Regions from separate parts of the Mus musculus genome. Here region 1 is linked to region 2. The links are chromatin contacts, called in public promoter capture Hi-C maps. All regions are on one chromosome and are shown on one strand. Each heading gives the region's core, a stretch centred on a gene start, on an enhancer-like site or on the middle of the called end of the contact. The rest is flanking DNA. Distances are from core to core; before and after follow the strand shown.

Evidence for each region. Promoter capture Hi-C pulls out the DNA fragments that hold promoters and counts their contacts.
Region 1: a promoter capture Hi-C map of liver shows a contact between it and region 2. The contact joins the enhancer-like site here to the promoter of Nectin3 in region 2. A contact is called at or near these places in 8 of 39 promoter capture datasets (the 3T3-L1 cell line, cranial neural crest, epiblast stem cells and 4 more), 1 of 484 Hi-C or Micro-C datasets (epidermal suprabasal cells), 3 of 115 datasets of contacts at active chromatin or transcription factors (embryonic forebrain, embryonic stem cells and neural progenitor cells) and 1 of 9 other capture datasets (pancreatic islet).

What each region holds. Positions count from the first base shown.
Region 1 is chr16:46,820,584-46,827,578 of GRCm38.p6, reverse strand. No RefSeq gene overlaps it. Among named protein-coding and RNA genes, the nearest start is that of Nectin3, 330 kb to the right of the region's middle. Within about 2 kb of position 2,253, at least 3 of the 459 cell types and tissues checked have an H3K27ac peak or open chromatin away from gene starts, as enhancers often do. A contact at or near this core is called in liver, where this site is marked.
Region 2 is chr16:46,494,073-46,501,046 of GRCm38.p6, reverse strand. It overlaps Nectin3 (nectin cell adhesion molecule 3), which reads left to right and starts at 4,080. Exons shown (of 6, transcript NM_021495.4): 1 at 4,080-4,432. The coding sequence starts at 4,273.

The sequences.
Region 1 (6,995 bases), core at 1,004-3,503, 330 kb before region 2:
TTTGGGCACTGCTCTTACCCCCTGTTTAAAGCCCTGGCCTCTGGCCTTCTTCAGAATCCAGTTACCAGAGCAGTACAACTCTAGTTTTCCCTACTCCTGTATAAATGTAATACCTTTAAACATAAGCACAAGACCTCTAGCCAAGGGCACAGCAGCCTTCTGATATGTATGTACCTGACACACCTTGACAGATCCTCAAAATACAAAGCCTAAAGGATGGTCAAATGATGCAATCAGACCCATTAGAGAAAAAAAAATACAACTATATAGGAGGCACAAGATACAAATAAATGCCTGATTATACCTCAGAAGATTGACTGAGATGTAAATTACACCTAGAGTGATAAGCTTGCTACTAGAATAAGCTGGTAAGTGTTGTGCCACACTGAGGTCATGCTCACACTATAGGAAAGGGAATATGGTTGTTAGAAAGTCTATGTAGCACAGTATGTGTCTTCTGGTGATGAAAACACATTTCCTTTGGTTCATCTTTGAAGCTAAAACATAATTACATCACTTCCCTCTCTCCCCTTCTGTCCTCTAACCTCATCCATGGTCTCCCACCACTTCTCACAGTAATGGCCCATTTCTCCTTGATTGTTGTTTTATATGTTTGTGTGTGTATATTATATATATATATATAATTTTTAAAATCAGGCTATGAACAAGATTCATCAACGTTAAACTTTGTAGACACTAATCTAAGTTCTCTGGAAAGTATAAGAGAATACATAAGTGGAAAAGGTCTTCATTTTCCCTAGTAGGAAAACCAAACTGCATAATTGATAGAATGAGAAATGAACGTTTAAATATTTAAGTAGAACCATATATGCAATAAGTTAGAACGATAATAACTGAGGAAATTGTACTTCTTATGATAAGAGAACAATTTAAAGGTGATTTCTAATGCTTGTATGTCGAATAGTTATTATCATAGAATATATATATATGCACATATATTCACATACATACATATATTACATATATATATATGTATAGTGTATATAAACTATGAAAACACTCTCTAGAGGACATAGAAACACCAAAAGTAGTGGATTCTGGGAACTGAATCTTAGATAAGGGTAGGACAGAGCAAGGAACCATACTTTTCTGTTAAAACATTTTTTTGTATCATTTGATTTTATAAAGTGCCCATGGAACTAGATGTTTCCAGCTTTGGCCTTGCCTATTTGCTCTGTACCTTCAAGAGCAATTCAGACAGATAGCTACAGCTAAAGCAGAAACTGAGATAGCTCTTCAGAGCCACTTCCTGAGAACCAGACAGCAACAGGAACATTTTCACTTAGCTCAAGGTTGGATTGTACCATTAAGACTTGTAAATCTTAATTTTAGTAATGACGGTTGATCTTAGACTGAAGTTAGAGGTAAATTCAGTTAGCATGACTTTTAAAATCTATAGATCATTCACATGTTTAGCCGTCTCCATTCTGCCTATACAATGGGACTGTGATTCCACTAAGGCAGAGGACCAATAAAGAACTGTGTTTAAGAACAGAAGAAAAGTGACTTCACCTCTTTCTTATTGAGCAAACAGACACACAAGCTTAGAGGTCTGTTTTTGTGTGTGTAAGAAGGGAATTGTGTTGATGTTGTTGAGGTGTTTGTTGTTTTGGGTTTTTTGTTTGTTTTGTTGGATTGTTGATTTTTTTTTTTTGTCCCTTGTTTGGTTATTTTTTGTTTGTTTCTTGTTTTGTTTGGATTTGGGGGGGGGGGGTTGTGGGGATTTTTGGTCTTTGGGTGTGTTGTTTTCTCCTTTTGTTTTTGAGACAAGGACTTGCTATGTAACCTCAGGCTAGTTTGAACTCATAGCTATCAGTTTGTCTCAACCTCAGTTGGGTTAAGAGTATAGGAGTGAGCCAATACACCCTTATTATTAACATTGTTTCTAGTCTCTTCTTCTTCTTCTTCTTCTTCTTCTTCTTCTTCTTCTTCTTCTTCTTCTTCTTCTTCTTCTTCTTCTTCTCTCTCTCTCTCTCTCTCTCTCTCTCTCTCTCTCTCTCTCTCCCCTTCATTTTCCTTTCTTTCTCTCTTTCTCCTACAAAGTGGAAGGCTTGGTGTGAAGCTCTTATTCAGAAGTATGAGACCCTGAAAAAAACAAAACAAAAACAAAAGAAGCCAAACTGCAGATAATGCAAGTTAGGAAAAATGAACTTTGATTAAAACAGAAAGTACATCTTATGCAACACAGTGCAGTGCGGGGCTGTTTGCTTACCTCGGTGGAGTCACAGCTGCCTGAGACCTGCAGGTTGCTGCACCTGCTCAGCAATTCAAGTGAACTAAGAACCACATAACATGAAACTAGGGGAAGATGAGAATTCACAACTGAAAACACAGTTTCTTCTGAATATGCATTTTTCCCACCATAGTGAAGGCTACCCATTGTAAGCTGAATCATTGTAAGAGATCCATTGTCTGTATTCAAATTGCTAGCCCCAGACCCACTGAAACAATAGCTAATCTTCACTGACCATCCATTATATGCTAATCTTTGCACAAGAACTGGCTTACTTCTTCCCCAGACTCTGCTATTAGCCATCCCATTGTATTAGCAATAAAAATGAGACTCAGCAAAAGGAATTGAACCAAGTAAACTTGGTTAGTATGTCTATGTTTTGAATCCAGAGTTTACTTGTGAGATTTGGAAGGGATATGTGAAATCACTTAGCTTAATTCATAATTTTATAATAGAAAACAATTCTGCATCAGAGGAGAAAACTAACTTTCAAATGCGCACAGCTGGTTAGTGCCAGAGCCAAGACTTGAACCCACAGATTCTGGCTTCTTGTCCAATTCTCTTTCAACCACAAAAGGTCACAAAATGTTAAACTCGTTAAGACTGTACAGCCCATCTGGGTTTTTTAAAATACCAGAATGGTAAGTCTCAACACTAAGTCTACTCAGAATCTGGAGAACTCTAACACCACTGCCTTTCACGCTTGACAAAACTGGGGGATCTCCTGGAACAGCAGGGCACCCAATGGCATCACACTTTACCTACTAGGTTTCCATAAGGGCAGATGTTTTTCCCCAGCTTAGCAGGGTCAATTCAAAGTAGATTCTCTTATGTTCAGATGCCTTTAGGGTTGAAGAAATATTTCTTGTAATTTATTAGTGATTAAAACAAAACTAAATTATTATACAGGGAAATTTGTATATAACAAAATTAAAGCACAGAATTGAAAATTCTACCAAAGCCATTTTCCTGTGACAACTGCTTCATAATCTTAAATTAATGGTTAATTCAAACAAAGCTCACACCTGTGGCTTTAGTCACTAAACTCAGATATTACAGTACTTTTAAAAGAATGTGGTCAAAATATATGTACTTAGACATAAACAATTGGAAACTCAAAGGCTGCAAGAAAACCCAAAAGAACCAGAAAAAAAATCACCTTTTTAAAATAATATTAAATTATTAAAAATATCTCCTTTCTTATATTAACTACCATAAAGCCAATGCAAACCTTCCACCAGGACTATGAGAAAACATTTACAATCAGCTTAACAAGAGCATTCAAGAAAGATCTTGGGAAAACAAACAAACAAACAAACAAACAAAAAACAACCCTTGATCTTGGGGGGGGAGAAATAAAGATATAACTATAGAATTGAGAGGGGGGTCATGAATTTAAAGAAACATGGGGAGGAACATATGGGAGGTTTGGAGGGAAGAAGGGGAAAGAGAAATATTGTAATTAATTTATAGCCTAAAACAAAATGAAATAAATAAAGAAGGGAGGGAGGGAGTGGGGGAAGGGAAAGGAAAAAAAGGAAGGAAAGGAGGAAAGAAGGGAGGAGGGAGAGAGGGAGGGAGGGAGAAAGAGAGAGAAAAGCATTTCAAAATTCCTACCTGTTTGTGAACCCAGAACTCTGAGCTGCAGGATGCTAAGTGACTCAATGGCTACTCTAGTCTCAAATAATTGGTCACCAAGAGAGCCAACGAGGCTGATAGCCAGCTTCATTCTGAAGAAGCAATGATGAACTGAACAAATTCCTAGGCTATGCCAGCAAAGGTTCCTGGAGCCAATCTAGAGATTCTCCTAGTGGTGCTTAATGGTGATGTGCACTCAAATTCAGGTGCTAACCTTTGGAGAGCAGTTATGCTATGACACACATCTGTCTGTTGCTGATGGGCTAGGGTATGGTTTGGGGGTTCCAACAGACAAGACGTATTTGGCCAGGCTTCAGGGGTGTTGGCAGTTCAAAACCCATTAAATGATTTGTTCTGTTTTGTTTCTCACACATTCTATTCAGACATGGAAAAAAAAAAAACCCTAAAGAAGATGAGCACTCCAAAAAAAAATAATAATAATAAAACAAAACAAAATAATGTCCTATGTCCCTTTACAGAGTAATCCACAACTGGATCAAGCCTACTTTAGGAACATTTCAGCAAAGATTTAGAATAGAAAAATCCCTAAGCCCAAGGGAATAACATAAAAGTTTAATGAGAAGTCAAGGCATTTTTTTTAAATTAAATTTCTGGTTTCAAATGTTTTAATGAGTCCCCCCCCCCCCCGTTTTTTTTGCTGCTTTTTAAAAACAGCCTCCTGGCTTCAACCAGCAGCCACACTGACCAAGTTCAGCATAATTGCTATGAGAGGAGAAGTGCCTGTAGCCATCAGCAGCGTTTAATTAGCTCTGACTACACATTCTCAAGTAAAAGTCGTCATTGATGTGTAGGGCAACACATTCTATGCTTTCTCTCTAGTGGCAAAATCAGGCATCAACTGATGGAAATACAAAAAAAAAAAAATGAAGGCTCAGCTAAAGGCTTAATTTCACAAAGAACTTAAATCTATCCCACTGACATGGAACTTAGCAAGTAGTACAAGGGGAAAGGAAGGAGAGAGGGGGAGAGGGTAAAGAAAGTCTAGAGAAAAGGAAAGGGAAACCAGGCAAGAGAATATTCTAATGTGAGAGGTCCATGCAAAATTAATTATTTGCATCCAGGAGCCTTGCAGAGTCCCATGAGGTTGTTAGATTCATACACACACACATACACACATACACACATGCACAAGTGCTTCTTCGCAATGACAGGTATTTGATAGAATATTAATTATATATACATAATAGGAGAGAATGTTATTTGATTGAGTGGACCTTGCTAGCCTTTAAGCAGAATAGAGTAAGCACCTTTTAATCTGTGATAGCTAACGTTTCTATTGCCGTGAGAAGACACTATGACCCTAAGCAACTTGGGGAGGAATGGCATATCTCATCTTGTGGAATTAGTTTATAGCCCATCATGGAGGGAAATCAGAGCAGCAACTCAAGCAGGGCAGGAATCTCGAGTCAAAATTGATGCCAAGGCCACTGAGGAATACTATTTACTGGTTTTCTCCCCCAAGGCTTCCTCAGCATTTCTTATAGCGCCAAGAAGCTCCAGCCTCAGGAATGGTACTACTCTCAGTGAACTTCTACAATCAATCAAGAAAATGCCCTGCAGGCTTGCCCAGCAGGCCAATCCAGCAGGGCCATTTTTTCAGTTAAGTGTGTCAAGTTGACATTAAACTACTAGCATACCCTCCAAGTCAAAAAAATGAACAATTAGATGGATAAAACACATGAAAATTAAGAGATAGTTATTTTTTTAATCCACTCACACTGTACATAAGTGTTTGTTGTACAAAAATAACCATTCAGTATCGTGGCTCCCAGAAGAAAAAAGATCAAGAAATCAAACTCAAGAAGCCTGGATTTAGACTATAAACTTCATGACTGGCAGGGACAGTGGCCATCAGGCTGAATCATTGAATTCTTGGACATAGACTAGCATAGACTATGCTTAGCATGCCATGAACACTCAATGAAAAGGAGTAAATCTGTGCTGACGTAGACCTAATTGATAAAGAAATCACCCTGAAGTTTAACCTGTCCTCTCAAATCCTAGGATTAAAGGAATGGGGGGATGTAAGAGAAAGAACCCCATACTTGAGCTCCATACCACACAGTAAAAGAGGCGATTTACAGGCTGCAAAGTGATGGCTTCAATAGACTTTACAGACTCAAGAAGCATCCTTATGTTGTGTGTGTGTGTATGTGTGTGTGTGTGTGTGTGTGTGTGTTCTATGCATTCCTGTGTGTGCCCACGCTCATGTGTGCACACTCATAAGTGGGTATTTGCATGAGGAAAGTAGAGATCATCAGCTCTGAAGACCTGCCATTCTTCACTTCTCCACCTTTTGGGGGGGGGGGGGGGAACCAGGTCATTCACTGAATCTGACACTCACCATTCGGTTGGACTGGCAGGTCACTTGACCCTAGTATCTTCTGGCTCTGCATCCCCACCACTAGAATTAAAAGCACATGCTGTTGTACCCAGCTTTTGCATGGGTCTTCAGGGTAGAACTACTGTCTTCCCGCTTGTTCAGCAAGCACTTTACTGACTCAACCATCTCCATAGCTCCAGATATTATGAATAACCGCATATACTTGATATTTGTCAAATATATGTGTGTGTGTGTGTGTGTGTGTGTGTGTGTGTGTGTGTGTGTGTGCGCGTGCGCGTCCTTTTAAACTTAGTATTATTTTTATGGAGAAACGATTTCTCTGTTTCAAAAGTGAAACAAACTGCTTTGGAAAATTGATACAAAATTACATGAATAACAAGGCTAGAAAAGAAGACTTAAGAGCTTAAAAGAGAAAGTGTTAAACAGCGATAAATGTGAAATAAACAACTACACAAGCCATGGCCAATATCCATGTGCACATCCCTGCCAGCCTACCATACTCCCATAGGTTGGTATTGAAGAAATCCATCACAATACTCTGCAAGAGTGCATAGCCACCCATCTTCCTGGTGGGGGAGCCCCCCATATAAACTTGATTTGGATTGCTGTACAGAATGAAACTTCCTCATAACCCTGCAATTTGGCCATAGAATGTAAGAAGCAACTAAAACAAAGCAATCTATTTTTTGGCCTTAAAGTTCCCTGTAGCCAGAGCAAAAACTGGATTAGGTTATGCAA
Region 2 (6,974 bases), core at 2,831-5,330:
CCAGCTAATTGGCTACCCAGCTCTTTAGTAACGAATCCGAGGTGATGGAAAACAATCTTTACACATCTTAGAGACAGGAGATGCTTCAATAGCATGACAATGACAATGTCCAGACTGCAACTAGATTTCTGGCCACAGCAATCAGCATCTGAATACACAGGGCACAAAACAATCCAGGAGCTAAGAACCAAACCTGTTTTCCCAGTGTTAGAGGAGTCAACACAGAAGGATCTCTAGATCTCCCTGGTTAGGAAAGTTTAGCTTATTTGATGAGATACAGTTTAGTGAGAGGCCCTGTCTCAAAAAAAGAAGTATCCAGGAAGATAGTCAATACGGATTCATGCCTTCACGTGCATGTGCACGAATTGTCAGAATCATTTTCTATCTCAAATATGCAACATGATCAATACATGCTATAATGTCTTGAAAACTTTAATGTACTTATATTGAAATTTTTTAACCATTAGACAGCAATTAGAGTATGTTATGCCACGTTGCTATAGTGGTTATGCAACCATCCAACTGAGGCCTTTATCGTACTCTTCCAAGTGCTTCCATATTAGTAGTGAAAAAATAGGAAGGAACCGTGTGCCCTTGCAGGTGAAATGACAACAGACATTACACATTACATGTATGGAGAAGATGAACTGAATTAAGTGGACAGAAAGGTATGGAGGTGGTTCACCGGGTTTATCCTTGATCGTCTCAACGGTAATGTGAGAGCTGGGCACACACCTAAGGAAATGGAGGCAGTGCAAAATAATGATCTTTTTAATATGAATTGCATTTGATACGAGGTTGAAACTTCTGAAAGTGGTAGACACTTTTGTGAATTTGTGCCTTGCTTGTAGTCTTTTGCACAACTCTTTCTCAGAACCCTGGCGGCCTAAGTGGCTCACATCATCTATAGTTGTCTATATGGTACCAAAGTTCAAACGTTCTATGTTCACCTCATCCACTAGGGAAAAGGAATGCTTCTTTAATGTGGTTACTGATGGTAGGAACAATTGGTTTACATATATAGTGTCCAACCTGATGACAAAGGACTTGTTTTGTCGAGGATTTTACTAGTCTCAAACTTTTGAAACAACTTAAAATTCCCATCACTCTCCATAATTACTTCACTGTGAATAGAAAAATCTGTTTTTTAGTTAAGAGCTAATGAACTCTGATAATTGGCAAAAGGTCTTTAAAACTAAAAGTGGGATTGAGCCCCATTGATGCTTAACCTGAAATAATGAAACTCTTGTTGGCTTTAGGCTTGTGTCGCTCATTCTTGACATGTTTTTCCTAACATGCAATATATATTTCCATATGAAATGGGATCAAAAATTTTAATTGACTAGTTAAGAATTATTTCTTTAACCATATTAATGGGAATTTATCTGTAAAGTTAGACAACTGAAATTATGAAGCCCAATAGTGTTCTCATGTTAAAGGTTTAAAAGAAAATCAATAATTCTAGTCTTTGGGGAAAAAACAAGTTTTACTATGAAATGGAAAATCTTTTTATTGTGTGCCCAGTAATAATATCCATTAGGGGAAGTAGAGTAATCTCAGACTAGACATTTGGAAAGCAGAAAATCATATTGCCTAAGTAAAGTTTTTACTTAAAAAGAAATCCCGAGGGCTCAGTGTTGTCCACAGGAAGGCAAGAAGGAAATTCTGGCAGGAAAAAAAAAAAGCCAGGAAAAAAAAAAAAAAAAACAACTGTACATGTGCATATGGCAGACAGGGTTGGCAGAGCACTTAACCTCTGTGCCTAGGTTCCTCCAACTGTCAAGCAGGGATAATAGTAATTGCCACCTTCCCTGTGATACGAACATGTGCTTTGACATCTCTGGCTGAAGATGCCATATCAACACAAATTATTATTATTAGCACATAATGCGTGTATTCACATAAAAAACCAGCACATTGCTCTTTTATTCATCATATCATGTCTATAAGTAAGTTCTCCACGTTTTTGCTTCATTTATGTGAGGGAATAGAATTGCATTCTACTATCAACTGTTTTCATAGAGAGAGGATTGTTTAAAAGCTCCAGATCACCCTTTGGAGATAGCCTCAGCCTGTTAATTCCTTATTCTTCGAAGCAGACTGCACAGTAGCCCCCGAATTAAGCCTTTGGCACCTTTAAAAAATGTTAGCTAAATTATTTTTCCTGGAATCTGGAGCCATCAGGGGAAGACTGGGGAAATGAAATTGGCTAACGATATTAAAATTTTGGTTAACATTTAACTGAAACTCAGCAACGTGTTAAAGTGCTATCTAAACAGATAATTAGCTGGTGGTTGCAGCAGTGGGCTCTGTCTAAATTTAGCAGTGAAATTAGATTTAGGGAATGTGAAAAGAGGGGAAGAAGTGTTCTCAAGGGAAAGAGTGGTGTCAGCACAGCTGAGGGGATGTCACAATAGCTACAGTTTGTCAATTATGAGCATCATCCGGGGGATCTCCCCAGCAATGCAGGGCAAGGTTTATTCATAAGTGCATCGGGAGGATAGGTGGATAGGTGATAGAAGGCAGTGATTGCAGGAAGACTGGGGCGGGCAGATGGAGGGAGAAAGACGGAAGGGGTGGAAGTAATGAATACAAGTAGCCCCAGTGCTGGGAGCAAGATAAAAAAAGAAGAGAGACTGGATAGGATGCTACGGAGGTGAGTAAGACATCATAAATCAGTGTGTTAAGCCGAGGAGATCCCAGTGACTCAGTCTGGAGCACGACGTTGTCGTGGGCACCAGGCAAGCTTTACTTTAGTGGCCACAGGCTGCTCTCTGGGTGGCTGTTATTCTTATTGGAGCACATCTTTAGCTATCTGGTGGGGATGGTAGGACAACATAAAATTAATGGTGTCCGGCCTCCGGACGGTGTCCTCCGCTTCCACCGCCTCCGCAGATAGCCCAAACTGTTCATCCATCTCCTTCCCCCTACGGTAACTGGGGCTTCAAGGTCAAGTCACTCCGGCTGTGCGTGGCGGATAGAGGAGGAGGGAAGGGCAGACAAGCTTTGGGGGTTTGAGGGAGGGTTATGGTGAATCACAGATGCTCCTCTTAAGGGTAAATGTTTAATACTTCCCGAGGTCACTTTTCTGAGAATAACTCAAAGAGAGACACGCGAGAAAATAAAATTACAAGTGCGAACATGCGAACGATCAAAGAGAAAACAAGACCACACTCGAAGACCTCGCATGGGAGATCCATGGCCTCCTGTTGCCGGTCGCCCGGCGCAGAAAGTGGACAAACGGGCAGCCCAAGAGAAGCAAGAGCTAGAGAGCAAACCTTTCGGAGGGCCCCCTCCTGTCCTCCGGCAGCTCCGCTGACCCTTCCAACAAGCCTCCCTCCCGGTGTAAAAAGCAGGCTAAACGCCTGGGCCAACACCGGTCCCGGACAGAGGAGAACCGGGATGCTCCTGGGGAGGAGGGAGGAGTGGAGAATCTCCTTTCAGTCCCTACGCCTGGGTGAGGAGGGAGAAGGCTGGTCCAGCCCCGCGGTATCCAGCTTCCCAAATTAGGCAACCCCCCGCTCCGACCCGCGGAGAGCCGGTACCCTCATCTTGCCTTCCCCTCACCCCCCTGGTTATCCCTGGTCCCGCTAGGGGAACCTCGCCACTCTGGAGGAGAAAAAGGCAGGACTAGGAGTCCCGCAGCCCTCCGCCTCGGAGCGCCTCTGTGTGCCCCGGCGGCCCCAGCCCCGCGAGGGGCGGAGTGGGCGAGACCATCTCCAGCGCTGGCGAGGGGGGGAGACGAGGCGGGGCCAAGGGGCGGGGCCGCCTTGCCTGGTCCAGATTGCTTAGCCTCGGGAGAAGCCCGGTTTTCCAAGTGGATGAAGTTTTTTTTTTTTTTCTTTTGGAAGTGGGAGGAGCGTGTGGGGAGAGAGGGTGGGAGGAGACTCGGCGGGCGGCTCGGCCGGCGTCCAGGCAGCCCGGCGGCAGGGAGGGCGGGCTCGTCCCGGTAGTGAGGGTCGGCGGCTCCCCCTCCCGCAGGGCGGGGTGGTGCGTTCCGAGTTCCCAGGAGTTCGCGGCGGGCGGGGACCGCGGGGAGGGGAGTGGCGGCGGCGGGCGGCTCCCGCTTCAGCCTCGGCAGTGGCATCGGCGACGGCGGAGTCGAGGCAGCCGCGAGCGCTCGGCCGAGTGGCGGCGGGCGGCGACGGCGCAGGAGCCGGGGGTTGAGGACACGCGCGCTGGCCCTTCCGCGCCGCGGCCGCCGCCGCCGCCGCCACCCAGAGCCTGAGGCGCCGGGGCGCGGGCGAGCGGGTGGGCCGGGGCAAGGCGGGCATGGCGCGGACCCCGGGCCCGGCCCCGTTGTGTCCTGGAGGCGGCAAAGCACAACTTTCCTCGGCGTTTCCTCCCGCGGCCGGACTGCTGCTGCCGGCCCCGACGCCGCCGCCGCTGCTGCTGCTGCTTATTCCCCTGCTTCTCTTCTCCCGGCTCTGTGGTAGGTGAAGCGGGCGAGCGAGGGGTTGAGCAGGGCGGGCGCGGGCGGCGAGGCTAGCCGAGGCGGTTGTGCCGGGCGGTTGGCTGCGCGAGCGGCCGCCGCGGACTTTGCCTGGAAACTTTTCGCCGCGCCCCGGGCGAGGCCCGGGAAGGGCAGGGAGAGCGAACAGGGCGCCGACCGCTGGCTTCCCGCCCCCCGAGGCCGCGCGGGTCGTCGCGCTGGGCCCCCAGGGCTGGCGGTGGAGCTCGGTGCGCGGAGCCCCGCGTGCCCCGGGAACCGTTACTTCCGAGCTGATGCGCCGAAGCGGAGAGCGCGGACTTCTAGGCTGAGGTTAGGATGCCTGAGTGCATGTTGCCGCCTCCTCCTTTCTCTCCGATGAAACTTGAGCTGCAAGTCCGGAAACCCTGTGGACACTAGCCCAGCGCACTGTAGCCTTCGGGTCCACGCCTCCTGGCCTCCGGGAGAAGGCACCATCTTAAAAACCCACTCTGCGCCTGCATCCCCCTTCCAGCACGATTTGTGCCCTGGTAACCTTTGGATCTTTGGGTTGATCCCAGATGGTACCCTCACGCCGCCTTCCAGTTTTTGGACGTCCTTCACGCAGCCCCTGGTTATTTTAGAAGAAAACCTTGTTCTCGGGGACGCAAGATTTACCTTTTGAATACATATTGCACCTACTGTTCCCTGGCTGTTAAAACAAGTAGCCCCGGGTTTCTCCAGTGTGCCTCTTTTATTCCAGATTTAGGAGCTAATCTCTTTGTAAGTTCCGTTCCCGGAATCTGAGACTAGTTTTAGAGACCTACTTTTTTTTTTTAAGGAAGATGAAAATGAAATGATATATTTACTTTTCATGCTAGAGAAGTGGACGTGGTAATCAGTGGACAGCATTGATTTGGTGAAATAAAGCTACCAGTCAGTCTTAGGCTATTGAATGTCTGGGTAATATCAAAATGCCGCAAGGTGTTGTTCATTTAAGGATTGCTGACGGGAAAGATGGAGGAATACAACTTAGATTTAGATTTTTTTCAGACAATGGTTATCAGTGCATATGAAATCTTAAAAGCTGATGTACCCGTATTTATTATAAGGGAGAGATGTGAACAAATTTCCTTAGTGCTCTGATGCAGAAGAAAGAAAAATCTGCTCCTGGTAGGTGAGTCAGGGTAGTTAGTTCATAGGGAGAGGAAATTATGTTGAGGTTGAGTGCCACTTACAGACTGAGAATTTTAGTACATTTCCAGTGCTGTAAGTCAAGGTTTTGATTTACATGGAGTGCTTTGTGAGAAACGACATGCTATCATGTCCAGCATGTCCAGTTTCCATATCCCCACTCTCCAGATGTTTGGTCCCGAGACAACAGCTTTTAGTCCTGTAAGTTTTAAGCCTTTAGCTCCCTTCTTAAGGTAATATTAAGTTCTACATAGAATTTGTATGCTGTTCTTATGAGCCATTACGGCGGCTCGTGGATGGTCCTTAGGATTTCAGTTCCAGGATACTTGGAGGAAGTGTGTGTATGTGCGTGGTACAAGCATTTGACTGTGGTGACTTAGTTTGTGGTAAGTACTGAAGGAGTGTTTCTAGGTCTAGAGGGCTTTCTGTGTAGATAAAACCCAAGGGGAGACTGAAGTGATGCAAAAGTTGATAGAGAAAATAGAGTTTACATTGGTAATTTCATCGTGGTTGTGTCAGTGAGTTGTTGATTACATCTGGGTGCAAACATTAGTATTTACATAGAAAATGCATTTTAAGGAGTTCCTTTATAGTGTTATAGGGGAGAAGGGTGATCAGTTATTTTAGAGCCCAGTCAACTAAGCAGTGTGGGGAAGAACAACTGCTCTAGAGGAGGTCTGTATGGGAGTTTTCAGAGTCAGCTCTGCTTGCTGTTGTAGATATAGATAAGAGCCACGTTACTGTGTCCCACTCACTTAAAGGGCTGCCTTTTTGAGCTTGTGTTATAACACCCTAATTTGCAAGTGCTTATGACACTTTTTTTTAATAAGCCTCTATTTTAGGAAGCAGGAATAGGACACAGTTGGCTTGACTTAGTAAGTATAGAAACAGAATTTTTAATGTCAGTTTTTTTTTAATTTCCCTTGCTAACAACCTGTTGATATATGAATGATAGTAATATTAACATTCCACAGCACTAACATGATTTGACTCATGCCTGCTGTTTGAATGACTCCTTTTGAATGATTGAATGAACTCATTTGATTTTTTGACTTTAAAAAGATGACCCTACCTGATTGTTAATCAGAATGTTCTTCTTTTAATCATTTGCAGTTTTAAATTTTTCTTGATAAGTTGTTTAGATTCAGCATTGCGTTAGTTGGTGTGGTTAACATCATCATGCTAATTTGACTGCTAAAAATATCCCTCATCGAGGTTAGACCTTATATTTTGAAAAAAAAAAAATGTAAATGCCGGAGTTTATATGGGTTTGGGGACTGTGTGATATCTCATTTGAACAGCTAAACTTTTCTCCTGGGGGCTGGGGACAGGGTCTCACTGTGTAGTTGACACTGGTCTGAGATTCCTGATC